Linked DNA regions of Sus scrofa: all the other regions are linked to region 1. Evidence: chromatin contacts called from public Hi-C and HiChIP or PLAC-seq data. All regions are on one chromosome and are shown on one strand. The core of a region is the stretch at or near the end of the contact, and the rest is flanking DNA. Distances in the headings are between cores, read along the strand shown. Region 1 overlaps WISP1 (WNT1-inducible-signaling pathway protein 1). Region 2 has its middle 19 kb from the start of ST3GAL1. Region 3 overlaps TG (thyroglobulin).

Region 1 (2,733 bases), core at 92-2,591:
ACACAAGATGCCTGGTTGACATCAGAGTGGCCGTGCGGAGTTGGATCTGCAAGCCTGCGGATCCAGGAGAGATCCGGGCTGCCGGGCCCCCGGCCACAGTCCCTTTCTTGATGTCAGGTGGGCCCTGAGGACAGTGTCTGGAAGCGGAGGCAGAGCGCCTAGGGCAGCAAGAGCGTCCACCCGAGGAGAGTTAGTTTGGCATCTGCAGTCCGCCAGGAGTTGAAGCTTATCTCCTGGCTTCGCCTGAAGGTGGTTAATAATAATAATAATAATAATAATAATCGCTGGAGTTCCCGATGTGGTGCAGTGGGTTATGACACTGACTGCAGCGACTCAGGTCATTGCAGAGGCATGAGTTTGATCCCCAGCCTGGTGCAGTGGGTTAAAGGATCTGGTGTTGCCATAGCTGCAGCATAGGCCACAGCTATGGCTGGGGTTCAGTCCCTGGCCGGGGACCTCCATAGGCCACAGATGCAGCCATTAAAAACAAACAAACAAACAAAAAAATCCCAGAAGTTCCCGTGGTGGCTCAGCCAGTTACAAACACACTATAGTATCCATGAAGATGTGGGTTTGATCCCTGGCCTCACTCGCTGGGTTAAAGGTCCAGTGTTGCCTTGAGCTGTGGTGCAGGTTGCAGATGCAGCTCGGATCTGGTGTTGCTGTGGCTGTGGTGTAGGTCGGCAGCTGCAGCTCTGCTTTGACCCCTAACCTGGGAACTTTGATGTGCTGTGGGTGTGGCCCTAAAAAGACAAAAAAAAAAAAAAAAAAAAGAAGAAAGAAAAAAATCCTTCTAACAGGAGTGAAGGTTCTTGGTCACCCAACCCACTTTATCTTAAGTTTCCTGGCGTTGCTGACTTCGTCATATAAGAAAGCCTTCGCATGCACACGTCATCACCTTCATTCTCACCTAAAGCAACCCCAGTGTCACCGAGGCCGAGTCACGTGCCCAAGGCGACAGAGCTCGACTCAGCAGAGCAGCAGGGGCAGGATCACAGCCTATGGGAATGTTGGGGGTGACCGCTGGTTTTCCTGGGAGGTGATTTTGCCAGAGGAGGTGCAGACAGGAAAGGGGGTGGCACTGCCCATCTGACCTCATGCCAGGCACCACCTGATACATCATCTCGTGTGCTCCTGGCAGTGACCGTAGCGGGGAAGCTTTGTTTTCTTCCTTTGGGGGACAGTGAGCTCAGGGGGGATAGTGATTCATCAGCTCAAGGTCACCCAGCTGGCGACCGATGAAGCTGCACCCCAGGCCCGGGGGAGCTGACTCCAGGGTCCGTTTCCTTCCACCAGACACCAGTGGGGGAGGGGATATAGGAAAACAAAGCGGAGGAAGTGCTGGGTGAATCACTCATCTTTGCTTCATGAGTCACTCCCGGTGGCGCCCTCTGGCTCCAGGGAGCGGGTGCAAGCGGGTGTGTGTGTGTGTGTGTGTGCGCACGCGCGCGCATGTGTGTTGGTGGCGGGAGGGAAGGGACTGTGCCGGAGCCCATCTCTGCCTCTGTGTGTGGAGAAGGAGTGCTGGGTGCCTGGGAGCCCTCAGCACCGTGGTTCTCATCATGGGCCGCCCCATGGCACGGCCAGAGAAGCTCTTTAACATTTTGATGCCCGCATCATGTCCCGGTATATGGGTATAAGGGGGCAGAGCTGGGCTGTGGTGTTTTTATTTGTGTGCCCTTGGTAACTGTCCTGGTGAATCCAGCCTCTCGGCAGAACTGGGAACCTCTGCATCTGAAAAGCTTGGGGTGCGGGTAAGGGATGGATGAATCCGTATGACAGCTGCGGATGGTCTCATCAGCAGACTCTGGTTCCCCTTCCTCATTCGCCTGCTCTCTCACTGATTGAAGGACCAGCTTCTCGCCAGTTTCCTTCACCATCCTGACTGGCAAGTCCAGGCACGCGTTGCTGAGCCTTCCTCTGATTGAGGAACTTCCAGGAATTCAAGTCACCTTGCTGTGTCCTCTGGACATTCACAGCCCTCACCCACCCTCCTGGGGGTCTGTCTGCTGCATGAGAGGAGGGACAGCGGGCCATGCCTTACTGTCACCCCGTCTTGTATTATCACGAACCTGTGTTCATGGAGGGAATGGATGGATGGATGGATGGACGGATGGTAGGGTGAGTCCTACCCTGCACTGGGCCTCTGCTCTGTATCAGGCACTCAGCTTCCCACACACCCAAGGAGGTAGGCATTATTTGTTGCATTTTCCTTGATGAGGAAGCTGACACTTAAAAAGGTTAAGCAGCCTTCCTAAAACCATTGTGCTAGTTAGTGATGACACTGGGGTTCCAGCTCAGGTTGTCTAGCTCCCAACAACATGCATGAATTGTCTACTCCATCCGACTGGGGAGTCTGAGCTTAGAAGCAGAACCTGCTCCCAAATTGTGCGGATGATGGGGACTGGGCTAAGGTGACCTCTACAGAGGACAATTGAGGCAAACGAGGCAGTCACCACGAGCAGCCAGTCACATTTTAGGCCCTACTGAAATCTTTTGTTTAAGTCCAACCACCACGCAAGGCTGGTTAGATCAAGCTCCTTACGTGACGTGCCCAAGGTCACGTAACCAGCGAGGGGCAGAGCCAGGGTTCCAAACCCAAGTCCATCTGCCTGTACATTTCACAGTCCTTCCAGCAAACCACACTGCCTTCCAGCCTGACCCCTCTGCACTGAATGCAGAATCCTGTTTGTACAACCAAAATAGCCAAACAGTCCAATTCAGAGGTCACTC
Region 2 (2,733 bases), core at 136-2,635, 170 kb before region 1:
GCCAAGGGATCGACCAGAACAACAAGAGACAGTGGCCACCAGAGGGTGCAATGGAATCACCTTCAGCCAGATTTTCAGCACCATTGGGTTGGGACCAAAGGGGCTGGAAAACCACAAGAGAAAACACACAAGTCCAGGTCAGAAGTAGAAAGATTTGGCACCAGAGAATATTAGGTCCACACCCTCCAGAGAAGGAAGGGCGTTGAGATCTCTGCCACTCAGCCAAGAGAAGTGAGTCAAGGGGGGAAAGCCTGGATGCAGCCGGAAAAGCTCAAACCCGAGCAAATGTCAACTGGCTAAAAAGCTTTGAATGGTGTCCCATTGCAAAGCTGGCCTCAGGCCTGGAACTCTGGGCCTCAGAACTTCACTAGCTTCAGATCTCCCTCTTCTTCTTTTTGGGGGGAAGAGGGGTGGCTTTTAGGGCCATACCCGCAGCATATGGAGGTTCCCAGGCTAGGGGTCCCATCAGAGCTGTAGCCACTGGCCTATGCCACAGCCACAGCATGCCAGATCTGAGCCACATCTGCGACCTACACCACGGCTCATAGCTCAGATCTTTAACCCACTAGGCGAGGCCAGGGATCTAACCAGTGTTTTCATGGAAACTAGTCAGATTCCTTTCTGCTGAGCCACGGTGGGAACTCCCAGACTCTTACTCTTTTTCTGAGACTCATAGCTTTGTAACCTATGTGTTACAAAGCCTGATCTCTTGGAACCTTAGTTTCTTTTCTTTCTTCTTCTTTTTGCTTTTTAGGGCAGCACCCATGGCATAGGGAGGTTCCCAGGCTGGGGGTGAAATTGGAGCTGCAGCTGCTGGCCTACACCACAGCCATAGCAACTTGGGATCCAACCCTCTTCTATGACCTACACCACAGCTCATGGTGACGTCAGATCTTTAACCCCCTGAGCAAGGCCAGGAATCGAACCCACAACCTCAGGGATACTCGCTGGATTCGTTTCTACTGAGCCACAACTGGACCTCTGGAACCTTAGTTTCTCAATCTGTAAAGTGGGTATTAAATGACAGAGTAGCTATAAAGCCAAGAAGGCAGCATCCCAGCCTCTGAGTCCTTTCTGTGTGCCAGGCTTTCGTGATGCATTTTCTCACTTCGTTCTCACAAGAGGCCTAAGGGTGAGATGGCGTTGCCACCTTCGTGGAAGGTCTGGGGCTCAGAGACCTTGGTTACTTGCTGCAGCCACACACTCTGTAAGGGATCAGGAGGATTCAAGGTCAGACCTGGCTCTGTCAGGCTAGTGCTGCGGCCACCAGTAAGCCCTACCTCCCAGTGACTTACAACCGAATAACAAGGTTTGTTCCCTGCAGTGTCACAGTCTGAGGGGTTTGGCAATCTCTCCCTGTGGTGACTTGGGTCCCCTAGCTGTTTTCATCTTGTGCCAACTCCAACTTCAATCGGTGGCCTTCAAGGTCACGGGCAAAGGGAGGGGGGGTGATGACTCACTAATTCTTTTTTTTTGTCTTTTTAGGGCCGTACCCGTGCCAGATGGAGGTTCCCGGGCTAGGGGGAGAATCGGAGCTACAACTGCCGGCCTGCACCACAGCCACAGCAAAGCCAGATCTGAGCCGCGTCTGCGACCTACATCCCGATGGATCCTTATGCCACTGAGCAAGACCAGGCATTGAACCTGCATCCTCGGGTTCATTTCTGCTGAGACGGGAAGTCTGACTCACTCATTCTTAACTCTCTCTGCCTGGAGTTGACACCCATAGCTTCCGCTCAAGGTCCAGGGGCCAGAGCTACCCACGTGGTCCCAACAAGGGGCGGGAGGCTGGGAGATGTGGTGGAGCATCTGGGATTCAGAGGGGCAGTGTCTCCACCCACGTCTTTCCCTGACGTCACCCACATCAAGGAGCTGGCTGGTGAGAGGCCCCCTGGTCCTGCCCTGGTGAGACCCGAGTCTGCCTGGGCCAAGGGCTCCATGCTGTGGGCTCAGGGAATGGCAGACGGACCAGCCCAGACCCTAGGGAGGGACCCCAGCCTAGGCTCCATCAATGCCTCCTGCTATCCGAAGGGCTGCAGTGTGGACCAGGAGCTGGGTGTGTTCCTGTGCTTATTCCCTTCGCCGGGCTCCTTCTGTGCAGATCCTTCTTCCACTGCGGACTCCCCAGTGAAGGCAGGAGCAGCCCTGTGTCCGACGGGGGGATTCTTCTAGAAGCCCTGAAGGAAGGCCTTCAGGTTACACATTCCTCACAGCCAGAGCTCTGTGATGGAAGAGGAGGGAAGGTGGGGGTGGTGGGTCAGGACCAGAAACAATGAGAGAGAAAAGCTGGCTGTCAGGGTTTCATTTAAACTTAGGTTTTCTAAAGAAATCTGAGCCCATAGAATTGTTCCAGAAATAGAGCTGTGACTGCAGGCACGTCCTGGAAACCCGACTTCCTGTTGCACACACGTGGCTTCCCTTTACCAGCTGAGCTTTCCGAATAAAGACGGAAAATGCACGGGCCAGCCTCTCCAGGTCCCGGTTGCGAAAGAGTCAGGCTTCCCCGTCCGATGCACGTAGGCTCGGCGGAGGGTGGGAAGCTGGGAAAGAGCCCAGCTGATCAGGAGATGCCTCTGGGCAGATTCTTCCCAGGGCACCGGGTCCCTGGGAAACCAGGTCCCTGCCCAGGGGGCCAAGGTCCTGCCCCAGCCCTGCCCTTGCCCTCCAGCTCGGCCACCTCTCCTTGCTGGGCTGTGGCGATTGCCTCCCTTCCTGCTGTGGCACTAGCTGGCT
Region 3 (2,733 bases), core at 114-2,613, 170 kb after region 1:
TCCAAGTATTTAAAATGGAAAGGGGGAGGGGCCAGGAGGTGGAGCGCAGGGAAGTTTCAGGGCAGGCGGTGAAGCAATTCTCGTGAACGGCGGACACGGGTCATGACACGTTTGTACAACACAGAGTGAGCCCCATTGTAGAGCAGGGCTCTAGCCAATAATGACCTATCACTGCGGGCTCAGCAAGGGTAACGACCGTGCTGCAGTGGGGCAGGGTGCTGATGGGAAATAGGCAGGGCAAGAAGCCGTACTTGGGAACTCCGGACTTTCTGCTCAGTTATTCTGTAAACTTAAAACCATTATAGGAGTTCCCTGGTGGCCCAGTAGTTAGAGATTTGACATTGTCACTGTTGTGGCTGGCGTTTGATCCCTGGCCTACGGGATTTCCACATGCCTTGGGTGAGGCCAAAAAAAACCAAATAAACAAAAAAACTCTCTCTCTATTTTAAAAAATTTTTTCAATTAAATTTTTTTTTCCCTTTTAGGGCCGCACCTGTGGCATGGAAGTTTCCAGGCTAGGGGTCGAATCAGAGCTTCAGCTGCCAGCCTACACTACAGCTACAGCAACGCCAGATCTGAACTGCATCTGTGACCTACACTGTAGCTTGCAGCAACACTGGATCCTTAACCCTCTGAGTAAGGCCAGGGATTGAGCCCACATTCTCACAGAGGCTATGTCGGGTCCTTAACCCACTGAGCCACAGTGGGAACTCCTATGTAGATTTTTAAGGGGGAAGGGGATGATGTACTTGTGTCAGAAGTTTACTGGGGGCTTAGCTGAATCGCCCCTGCTCTCTTCTCCCTCCTAAGCGTTCCTTTAGGCTGTGAGTACCATCCCTCTGCTCTGGGCCTTGCCATGGGATACAGGATGCTCTGTGCCAACAGCGGGTGGTAGGCTGTGTCTGCTGTCAGGAAGCCAGTGTTTGTATCCCAGTGCCCCCCACCCTCTAGTTTCTTGACTGAATGATGTTGAATGATGGCTCCCCTAGGGGCTGAACTGCAGGGAGGCTGAAGGCAGAGACGTGAAAGCTCTGGAATGTGGAAAATACCAGGAGGTCTAGGGAATCAAGCAAAGCAAAGCAAAGCTGCTTGTGGCTACAGGAATTTAAAAGGCTGATCCCACACAGAAGAATGAAGGGCGTTCCTAAACATGGTGGGGGGGGCAGCAATATACTTCTGAGTGTTTCATCAGTGGGATTTAATGAACACCAAGGATGCCACTTATAGCTGCTCACAACTGTGGACACAAAGTTCCTTAGCCTCCCTGAGCCTCGGTGTTTCATCAGTGAAATGGCCACGGGGTGCTGATCTGTGCCTTGAGGGTGAAATGATGAAATCCAGGAAAGAGGGCTGCTAACCTTCCTTCCCTCTTTGCTGACAATTTGCTTTAAGGAACAGGCAGTGTTGCAAGTCAGGAGTGAGAAGGACTGGGTGTTCTGGATGTTTCCTTTGCCTCCCCCGACACTTGCCCTGCCGGCAGCAAAAATGAGCCTGCCTTCCCAGAAGCCCACAGAATTCTCAATAAGATGACAGCCCATGACATCACGATCCCACCCCCTCCCAGATGGATGACATATGGAAATGCACTCTCTTCTGTCTGGAAATGCTCTAAGCCTGAGAGTCAGCCATGTCGGTGGAAGGCTCCACCTGAACGAATGCCACGGGGAGGATTCTGAGTTTCACACCATCTCTTTGGCCAAAGGAGCTACTGACTTAACAGACTGTCAGTCGTGTGTTCAAAAAAAGGGAAAGAAAACGCAGGCAGAGCGTGCGGTGCTCCAGCAGTGGCCTCCGCTCCCCTGAAGGAAAATCTGAAATCTGTTCGTCACCCTCATTCCCCTCATTGGCACTCGGCTGCCTTTCGCCTTAACTCGCAGCCTGTTCCAGGTTCCTCATGCAGGCCTGGAATCTTCTATAACACTCAGGGCCTCCTGCCACGTGGCCCACCCAGCCCGCATTCCCCAGCCTTCCCAGACTTCCGCTATGCTGGATGCCTGCCCGGCTCACCCACATTCTAGAGGACTCCATCACTGTGGCCATGCAACCTCCTACCCATCCAGCCATACTCAGCAAGCGACACGCTCCAGGTCTTAGATGAGAACAGACACGAAGTTCAGTGCCTGACCTTGACTCGCAAAGCCCATCACAGCCTCTATACCCTTTCACACGGAGCACCTCAGTTGAGCCTCACCGTCACTTTGGAAGTTGGGTAAAAATTCCCATTTTACAGAGGAGAAAACTGAGACTTGGAGAAAGGAAGGGTTTTGTTCAAGGTCACATGGACAGTCAAGGGCAGAGCCAGCCCTTGGCCTGGTGTGTCTGTCCTCTGCCACGGCTGCCTGACGAGGGACTGCCCTACCACCGCCGTGGGTGCAGTAGGTGCCAGCTGGACATGGAGGGAAAGACATGTGGGCGGGCAAGTGGCGCTGGAACAGGTCCAGGCCTCCGTGCTGCCCTGGGGGTGGTGGGAAAGGTGGAGGCAGTAACCAGGGTGAGAAAGGGCTCCGGACAGGGCGCAGGCCAGGGTTTGCAAGTGCTGCTGGCATTAAAGGGGAGGCAGAGATCGTTATCTATGCAGCCCTCACTCCAATAAATGGCTCTTCCTGCCCCGAGAGCTCTGATGCAGCCCTAGAGTCCCCAGGGCACGGTGAGACTGGTGGTGAATCCCAGCTCCGCTCTTTCCTGACCATGTGAGCTGAGCACATGTGTAAGCCTCCAGGGCCTCAATACACA

What was found. Hi-C and Micro-C count contacts between places; a contact is called where the count stands out from the background. HiChIP or PLAC-seq counts read pairs in DNA pulled down with a chosen protein or histone mark.
Region 2: a contact with region 1 is called in a Hi-C map of retroperitoneal adipose tissue, with 3 times the contacts expected there. The contact joins two enhancer-like sites. A contact is called at or near these places in 4 of 5 promoter capture datasets (fetal liver, fetal skeletal muscle and liver), 37 of 47 Hi-C or Micro-C datasets (adipocytes, adipose tissue, alveolar macrophages and 18 more) and 2 of 2 datasets of contacts at active chromatin or transcription factors (alveolar macrophages and skeletal muscle).
Region 3: an H3K27ac HiChIP or PLAC-seq map of alveolar macrophages shows a contact between it and region 1. The contact joins two enhancer-like sites. A contact is called at or near these places in 7 of 47 Hi-C or Micro-C datasets (embryonic fibroblasts, fetal skeletal muscle, heart right ventricle and 2 more) and 1 of 2 datasets of contacts at active chromatin or transcription factors (alveolar macrophages).

Annotation. Positions count from the first base shown.
Region 1 is chr4:8,088,555-8,091,287 of Sscrofa11.1, forward strand. All of the region lies in intron 2 of WISP1 (WNT1-inducible-signaling pathway protein 1), which reads right to left. Among named protein-coding and RNA genes, the nearest start is that of WISP1, 21 kb to the right of the region's middle. Within about 2 kb of position 1,342, at least 18 of the 83 cell types and tissues checked have an H3K27ac peak or open chromatin away from gene starts, as enhancers often do. A contact at or near this core is called in adipose tissue, alveolar macrophages, retroperitoneal adipose tissue and 1 more, where this site is marked.
Region 2 is chr4:7,913,911-7,916,643 of Sscrofa11.1, forward strand. No RefSeq gene overlaps it. Among named protein-coding and RNA genes, the nearest start is that of ST3GAL1, 19 kb to the left of the region's middle. Within about 2 kb of position 1,386, at least 28 of the 83 cell types and tissues checked have an H3K27ac peak or open chromatin away from gene starts, as enhancers often do. A contact at or near this core is called in adipose tissue, alveolar macrophages, retroperitoneal adipose tissue and 1 more, where this site is marked.
Region 3 is chr4:8,257,653-8,260,385 of Sscrofa11.1, forward strand. The region is part of intron 39 of TG (thyroglobulin); the gene reads right to left. Among named protein-coding and RNA genes, the nearest start is that of MIR9795, 18 kb to the right of the region's middle. Within about 2 kb of position 1,364, at least 16 of the 83 cell types and tissues checked have an H3K27ac peak or open chromatin away from gene starts, as enhancers often do. A contact at or near this core is called in alveolar macrophages, where this site is marked.